Linked DNA regions of Mus musculus: all the other regions are linked to region 3. Evidence: chromatin contacts called from public HiChIP or PLAC-seq data. All regions are on one chromosome and are shown on one strand. Each heading gives the region's core, a stretch centred on a gene start, on an enhancer-like site or on the middle of the called end of the contact. The rest is flanking DNA. Distances are from core to core; before and after follow the strand shown.

Evidence for each region. HiChIP or PLAC-seq counts read pairs in DNA pulled down with a chosen protein or histone mark.
Region 1: a FOXA1 HiChIP or PLAC-seq map of pancreatic cancer cells shows a contact between it and region 3. The contact joins the enhancer-like site here to the promoter of Paxip1 in region 3. A contact is called at or near these places in 1 of 39 promoter capture datasets (cranial neural crest), 1 of 484 Hi-C or Micro-C datasets (liver) and 6 of 115 datasets of contacts at active chromatin or transcription factors (bone marrow-derived macrophages, embryonic stem cells, extraembryonic endoderm stem cells and 2 more).
Region 2: an H3K27ac HiChIP or PLAC-seq map of extraembryonic endoderm stem cells shows a contact between it and region 3, with 4 times the contacts expected there. The contact joins the enhancer-like site here to the promoter of Paxip1 in region 3. A contact is called at or near these places in 2 of 39 promoter capture datasets (the 3T3-L1 cell line and the C10 cell line), 1 of 484 Hi-C or Micro-C datasets (nephron progenitors), 7 of 115 datasets of contacts at active chromatin or transcription factors (the 230-238 cell line, bone marrow-derived macrophages, embryonic limb bud and 3 more) and 2 of 9 other capture datasets (adipose tissue and liver).

Annotation. Positions count from the first base shown.
Region 1 is chr5:28,035,926-28,038,625 of GRCm38.p6, reverse strand. All of the region lies in intron 1 of Gm35223 (a long non-coding RNA gene), which reads left to right. Among named protein-coding and RNA genes, the nearest start is that of Gm26608, 19 kb to the left of the region's middle. Within about 2 kb of position 1,370, at least 166 of the 459 cell types and tissues checked have an H3K27ac peak or open chromatin away from gene starts, as enhancers often do. A contact at or near this core is called in bone marrow-derived macrophages, extraembryonic endoderm stem cells, hepatocytes and 2 more, where this site is marked.
Region 2 is chr5:27,996,606-27,999,305 of GRCm38.p6, reverse strand. No RefSeq gene overlaps it. Among named protein-coding and RNA genes, the nearest start is that of Gm17695, 46 kb to the right of the region's middle. Within about 2 kb of position 1,390, at least 11 of the 459 cell types and tissues checked have an H3K27ac peak or open chromatin away from gene starts, as enhancers often do. A contact at or near this core is called in extraembryonic endoderm stem cells and liver, where this site is marked.
Region 3 is chr5:27,790,298-27,792,997 of GRCm38.p6, reverse strand. Paxip1 (PAX interacting (with transcription-activation domain) protein 1) reads left to right here and starts at 1,448. Exons shown (of 21, transcript NM_018878.3): 1 at 1,448-1,799. The coding sequence starts at 1,719.

The sequences.
Region 1 (2,700 bases), core at 121-2,620, 250 kb before region 3:
AGCAGGCAGCTGATATGTTCAGTTGTTCAAGTCAAGGAATGGAGTATAGATTCCAGGGGACCTCTGTGTCTAGCATTCTCAAAGTTTCCAATGTCAGCAGTAGTCTGGCACATAGCTGAATACATCCCACAGGTGTTTTTTTCTCTGGGCTCATCATCCTGTTCCACTTCCTGACACAGGCTGGCTGGCCAAAAATAGCTGAGGTTTGCAGTCACAGAAAGAGGTGGATCTGGGCTGATGGGGTGGCACCACTGTGGCCTGAAACATCCCGCCTCTTGGCCTGGGGCCAGCTGGAGAAACCAGGCAAGGAGCTTAGCCAGCGGGCTCTCATCAGCTTTGTTTGGAATTTTCAGGTTTGTCCAATGGTAGCCTGGGAGTGGTAGGTACACCCAGAGCTCCTCCTCCCATAGAGCCATGGAGAATAGTCCTCTCTGCATTCCTCAAATAGCTGTTTTGATGCTGGTGAGGTTTGGGGGAACTGATGTCTCCTGCATGTAAGTGTGTTTGTTCTCTTTGCTCCGCAGGTGGCATTTTTTTGTTCAGCAGTTGTACCATTATTTGCCTGTGCTCATGGATCATGACATATTAATGATGCAAATTAGGATATTATTAATGAAGAAAAAAATGAATTCTGACCCTGTGGCAGGCTTCACTGTCACAGCTCTGTTATGCCCTCTCGTCACGATGTGCCAATTGCAGCAGATTCTTCCAGCTGCTGCAATTGGCACATTGACATGCGGGGGAAAGGGGAGAGACTACAACAGCACAGCCGTTTCCCTCTTCAGGCACTTGTGTTGCAAGCACACGTTTTCTTGAGAGCTTGTGTTTTCAGGCAGGATTGTGATTGTGAAAGCTGACCTCCTTCCCACACTGTAACAGTAAGCAGCATTTGGGAACCAGCTCTGTCCTTCCAGGCCCTCTAGGAAAGCCCACTGGATATGGAATCTACTTCTGTTACCACCACAGACCAGTGTGGCAATGTGGGGGAGCTCCTGTGACTTGGATGACTTTTGATTCCCAGTTCCAGTTTTCTAAATGCTTCTTGCAGGTGGCATGTGAGACCCTCTTCTCACATCTGCCACTAATCTTGCCACCTACCCCTTAATTAAACATAGCTCCACGCCACTTCCCCTCCCTGCCCTCTGGCTGACCCTGACTCCTCCCAGCACCCCATGCAGCTCAGAGATCTGGTTTCGGACCTCTCTGCTTTCCTTCTCGTGAGCCAAGTTCAGAAACAGGATGTTTTTGAGAACTTGGCTGTGTCTCCCAAGTGCAAAGTGGCAACACCCCTTGGAAAGACTACCATTCAGGAAAAGTGGCTGAGTCACCCCATATACTGTCACAAGACTGGGCTGAACCAAGAGAAGTGGCAGCTGGACTGTCTCAGCACTGATGACAAATGCCAGGACCATGTTGGGATAAGGGAATCTGGAGGGTGTCTGACCACTGAGAGATCTATTGGGACAAAGGTCTGCTGACCTGTTGTCACCTGCAGAGCAGAGTATAATGTCTATTCTCCATTGTCTGAACTAGCTCTGGGAACAGCAGCTAACTTCTGCACCACACAGAGGCCAGAGTAAGAAAGAACAAGCCTTGATGTTTCAGGTCTGCTTTGCTGAATCTGCACTTCCTAGAGACACTGCCTGTTTCACTGACAAGTCCCAAGACTTCCATTGCTGCCCTTGCTTCCTTAAGATGCCTAGCATCTGGGCTCCAGCTCATGACCTCACTCTGTAGAAACTCTGGAGAGTCTTCTTTTTCTATAAGTGTCTCCAACCTATGTCCCCACCCACTTCCCTTTCCACACCTCCTCCTCCTCCTGTGCTACCTGCTTAGTAGTAGATGTTGGGAGAGGTGGCGTCAGGCATAATTGATCTGACCCAAACTGGAAAAGTCAATGATGGTTGGGAAATTCATCATGAGAGATGCCTGGTTCTATAGACAGGGTGGCATCAGCACTGTAAATAGTGTCTCAGTTGTGACTGTGAGAGAGATGGACCCAGTTTCAAAGGATTAGCTCTTTGAGCCCTTTAGGCCTCTCTATCTGTAGTTATGGCTGATGACCTTAGTGGACATTTCTCTTCTCTTCTCTTCTCTTCTCTTCTCTTCTCTTCTCTTCTCTTCTCTTCTCTTCTCTTCTCTTCTCTTCTCTTCTCTTCTCTTCTCTTCTCTTCTCTTCTCTTCTCTTCTCTTCTCTTCTCTTCTCTTCTCTTCTCTCTCTCTCTCTCTCTCTTTCTTTCTTTCTTTCTTTCTTTCTTTCTTTCTTTCATCTTTCCCTTGTAGGTTTGCTTTGTCTTCTTATATCAGCCTGTAATAGCCTGTCTCCTATTAAGGCCACCTTTCCAGGTACTAAAGGTTAATTCTGTGACATGTGAGCTTCAGGAGTACATAGTTCACCTCTTAACAGGAACAAAGGTCATAAATGGGCATGAACCTGGGACCCTGATAGTGGCCACTGTCCCTGCTCATGATGGGCACTATCAGTGGAGGGTGAATCTGGAGCTCTGCTTGGGGAAGTTCTCAGGGCTGTGGGGACTCTGGTCCCTGTCATCCTCTCTGTATTTATGGCGAGTTAAAAGGAGTGGTGTTCCACTCAGCCTTCTCTTCCAGGAGAGCTTGAGTGACCAGGAGGCCCTGACAGACCCATTGAGCCATTAGACAAGCTGAAGTGACCCTATCCAACAGCTTTATTTATACAAC
Region 2 (2,700 bases), core at 141-2,640, 210 kb before region 3:
AGGAAAATTAAGAATTCACTCATCCAAGTGGACATGGTGGCACACACCTTCAATTTCAGCACCAGGAGGCAAAGACGGGAAGATCTGAGGTTAAAGCCAGCGTGGTCTATAGAGCAAGATATGGGATATCCAGGACTACACAGAAAAACCTCATCTCAAAAAATGAACAGTTCAGTCATCTTAAACTACATAGCTCAGGGCCTTCCTGGACTATATAATACTATCTAAAATATATATATATAAAATATAGCAGGGAAATAGGCAAATTCTTTTCTCTCCTCTATACTAGAATTGGAACCCAGGGCCTAGTAAATACATGCCAAGTGTTCTACTGTTGAATTTTTAAAAAGAAAAAGAAAAAATGCCTTACATCTTGATCTCATGGAGGCTTTTCCTCAACTGATGACTCTAGCTTGTGCCAAGTTGACACAAACCAGCCAATATGGATCACATATAGACCACAATAATGGAGCTGAAAATTGCCCATCTTGTAGTGGCAGCTATCATGTCCTAGTCCAGTGCATGCCTAGGGTGTCTGGGATGCTGTGGGATACATCCTATTGTGCTACTAATCATATACCATCCAGTCCACATTATAGAACGGAGCCCTGTGCTCAGCAGTGACACTGGGTGACAGAGAGGGACTACTGTCTTTACTGAAGACACTATTGTTTTGTTGTTATTTTACAGGGTGCTTCTTCTCTTTATAATGAAAATACATAAAATTACATATATATGTCTGTGTAATATATAATAAAATAGTGCACGAGGTCACCAAAGCAGCCTCATACATCTCATGTTTACCATACTCCAGGATGTATCAAGAGACTGTGGAGTGAATGTACTGTTCCACCTAGCTTTGTGTAAGTGTACGTTTGGATGGTCACCCAAGAACTCATTTCTCAGAGTGTGTCCCTATTATAAAATGCTGTGTGTGTGTGTATTATAAAATGCTCTCTCTCTCTCTCTCTCTCTCTCTCTCTCTCTCTCTCTCTCTCTCTGTGTGTGTGTGTGTATTATAAAATGCTGTGTGTGTGGCCATATAGAGTCAGTTTGTTATTTACTCCATTGAACTAGAAAGCTGTCTCCTCCAATTTCTGCCATTAGTAAGCTTAGGCAGCACCTACACACACTCTATGCTTCTCACATTCAACTAGAGGCCAGTTAGTGTCACTGATAGGTGATAGGACCTTCAGAACCACCCAGGAACTATGAGGTCAAAGAGCAAAGGCAGTCCCAATGATCTCTACTCTGTGAGGGGTCTGTGACCTGCTGCTTTTCGCTGACCTCCATGCTGGGGCTATGTGGGTAATGATAGCTAGTGAGAAAGCCATTCAGTGGACCACAGACGTAAACACCAGGTTATATCAACTCGAGAGGTAAATATTGACGATATCTCAACACCGAGTTACTGTTTACTTGGTGGGACAATGGAGGTGAGCCTGAGTACGTGCTCCCACACATGCCCAAGTTTTCGGTGTCTCCACCGAGTGTGTCTGGCCATTTCAGCAAGGCACTGACCTCAATGTAGGCTAGTTGGAGGTTTCTAGAAGACATCCAGATTGGAGGACTAACAAAGAGTTCCCCCATTAATCAGAGAGGCCAGCTACATCAGATTGGCCCATGAGCTTGTCAGTAGGAGATTATCTGGGTTTCCTTAACCAATGTGGGAGGACCTAGGACCTAGCCTAAACTTGGAAGTACCATTCCCTGGGTTTGGGCCTTGGACTGTGTAAAGAGGAAAGGCTCTCCTACAAGAGAGCAGCAGCATGTGTGCAGTCATGCCCTCTGCTACTAACCACAGGTGACCAGCTGCTTCAAGTTCCTCCTCCCTTGACTTTCCCTCCCTCATAGACTATAACCTGGAAATTCGAGCAGTGAGCAAACCCCCTTCTCCCTCTTTTGATCAGGGTATTTTATCACAGCAAAAGACGCGCACTCTACTCCGACCCCCTGCCTGTCACCCCAGGCCCACAGGGCAGAGAAGTGAAACAGAGGCAGCTTTATTCCCTTGCCCCAGGGCCTCGGTGGATCAGATGAGCTGCCATATGTGAACTCGGCAATTCACAGACAACACTTCCAGAATCCAGTGAGACTGATGTCCTCTGGGACTGTACACAGTGGCTCAGAAGGAGAGAAACAGGTGCCTTTCAACAGCTGTTTCAGGGTTGGTCCTATTTGTTTTTCCAGGAAGAAAGCAGGTTATCCTTGTGGTGGTTTGAATGTTTGGTGCCCAGTTGTTGGTGTTTGGAGGAGGTTTAGATGCTGTGGCCTTGCTGGAGGAAGTGTGTCACTGAACTCAGGCTCCTTTAGGTAAGGGCAGCGAGCTCATTGCTCCACCAAGTTATCTCTGCGTGGACTCCGTTAGTGCATTAGAGGGGCCTTGTCTGAGGGGAAGAGATGTTTGTTTGGATCTCCCTAAGAAATGTAGTGCCCCGTCTCAGCTGCCATGCTGGTCCTGATGCTGCTGTGTTGGTTTCTCTCAATCCTTAATAGTAAAGGAAACTGCATCGATTCCGAAGGTAACAGTGAGCTTTAGGTCCGGAGAGAATGATGGGGGAGGGGTACACACTTGGTTCCTCAGCCTCCACCTGGTAACTTTGAGTTCACTTCTACACTGTCAAGTTTTCCTCCCTCCCTCCCTCCCTCCCTCCCTCCCTCCCTCCCTCCCTCCTTCCTTCCTTCCTTCCTTCTTTCCCT
Region 3 (2,700 bases), core at 199-2,698:
AGTACCCAGTGCTTGTAATAGTCTCAGACACCAGAAGGGTATTGGAGCTCCTGGAACTGAAGTTATAGGTGGCTGTGAACATCCGTGTGGATGTCAGGAATCAAATCTGGGTCCTTTGCTAGAGCAGTAAATGATCCTAATTGCCAAGCCATTTGTTTTTAACCTAACTGAACTCAGTTTATCCAACTTAAACAGGGTGCTTATTTTCTGATCGCTGTAAAACAAAATGGCTCTGCTCTGAGTTCGTTTGAGACTATAAGAACATCAACACCCGGGGGGGAGGGGGGGGCGCTGGGGAGATGGCTCAGCGGTTAAGAGCACTGACTGCTCTTCCAAAGGCCGAGTTCAAATCCCAGAAACCACAAGGTACAAGGTGGCTCACAACCATCAGTAATGAGATCTGATGCCCTCTTCTGATGTGTCTACAGTGTACGTACATATTATAATAATAAATACATCTTAAAAAAAAAAAAGAACAACACTCTATCTGCATGAAGGTCACAGAAAACACAAAACTTGATTAAAGAGCAGTATCACGAGTTGCGGGACTTGTCATTCTGCGAGCGCCCCACAGCAGTTTCAGCTTGTCATTGTTTCCTGTAACTTTACACATCCATATTTAATATAATTATCTGCTAAGATAATTTTTATAGATTTTGCTGTTTACCTTTAAAAACTATGTTGACCGAGGGTTGGACGGCTCAGCAGTTCAGAACACTTGGTTCTCTTGCAGCATCTCCAAATTTGGTTCCCAACACCCACGTGTCGTGTAACTTCAGTTCCAGGGGATCCTGAAGCCACCTTCTGACTGTTGTGGGCACCAGACACTCACAGGGTGCAGATACATACATGCAGGGAAAACTCCAATACACGTAGAAAAATGTACATTTATTTAGAGAGTGTGTGTGTAATGTGTGTACGTGTGTGCGCAACAGTGTGCTTGTGGAGGCCAGAGAACAACTTGCTGGAGCCGGTTCTTGCTTGCCATCACGTGTGTCCCAGGGATCGAACTCAGATTGGCGGCAGATGTCTGCCTGCTGAGCTATGTCGCCGGCTCCTACTTTGCTCTTAACCTGCCTCATCGAAGATCAGTTCCCCGCCAACTACCTCAGTAGATGCGGAAGGGGCAGACGAAGGAAAGTAACCATTAGCCAGGGTCTGCCTGACTCTGGGCCGGATCGCGTGCTGTCCAACAGCAGCGCTGGCGACAGCTGAAGAGCGAACGCTGGATTGTTCAGGTCCCCTTCCGTGCCGAGGCTCCGCCTCCTTGGCGCATGCGCTGTCAGGTGGCCGCACGGGGTGACGGGAGTCCCGCCCAGGACCCGCCCCCTGGCTAGTCCACTGCGGCCATGTGAGGGAAATAGTCTCTCTGTGTCCTCGGTTCTCGGTCGTGAAAACTCGGCCGGGACAAGGCTGCCATGTGCCGTACGAACTATTGTAGACCATCAGCACTGATGCCCGAAGCGGTGGTGTAAGGAGCGCTGTGCGGCGCGCAAGGCGGGAGGGTCCCACATACTCCCCTGCCGAGCTGGTGTGGTGGTACGTGCCTCAGGGCGCGCACGGCTCCCGCGCTCCGGGCCTCGGACGGGCGGGGGCGCGGGTCCGAGTGCAGCTGCGGCTGCGGGCCGGGCTGTGCCGCCGGGCAGTAGGCAGAGCTACGACGCTGGGCGCGGCGGGCCGGGTGACGCGGGGCCGGGCGCCGCCGCGCCGCCGCGATCATGTCGGAGCCGGCGCCCGAAGTTCCAGAGGAGCTATTCCGCGAGGTCAAGTACTACGCGGTGGGCGACATCGACCCGCAGGTACCGCCCGCGCGGGGCCCCTCTGCCGGGCCATTCCCCCCGCACGCCCCCGCCTCGTCGCGCGCGCGCCCTGCAGGACCCCAGGCCGGAGCCGCGGGGCACGCCGGGCAGCGAAGGGCCGCGGGAAGGGCCTCGCGAGCACCGACCTAGCGCAGCGGCCGGCCGAGCATCTTGCCGGGGCCCTGCTGAGCGTGTCCCTTGCCAAGGGGCCTGTCCTCCCGGCCCCTGATTTTTCCCTTAGGGTGGATTGTACGGTAGGTATGGAAGGTACCCTTGCTTACACGGTCACCGTGATTCGTGCGTGTGATCGTGGGTCTGAATCCATCCACAGGACAGTGGCTGTGATCGTGGTATCTTCAGGACAGTGCCCCAAACATTTCTTTTCTAAACTATGCTTACAGTTGTGTCGCCTTCGGTGTCTGGTAATGTAAGCTAAACGGGTCCTAAGGAAGGAATTGTCCAAGAGCCACTGAGCTTGGCTTTCCAGAGACTCATACTTGTATCCTAGTAACCAAAGTCCGTTGGGTCTTCGGTTGTGTGATCAGTGATTGTAGCTGACTTTTTCTAGTACCGATCACCCCACTACTACCACCACATTTCTTCTTTTACCCTTTCTTGTTCTTCGTTTTAGGACTTTTGCTCTTATAAGGGCCTTGGACTAAATGTCACTTAAAACCAAGAACACATTGAGCTGCGCTGTTTGCCCAACTATGTGTGAAATCTGAGTGCTTTAAAAAAATCCCCCTTGTAAGCCCTTGTATTCTGAAATAGTGCCTTCTTTAAAAGGTTTAGAGCCAGGGCACCCATTCTTTAAGTTTTGTAATACAGATTGAGGAAGCTCACAGGTGGTGAGCACCCCAGTACAGTCTGGGCATCGGGCCTGGTACACGGAGTGCCGTAG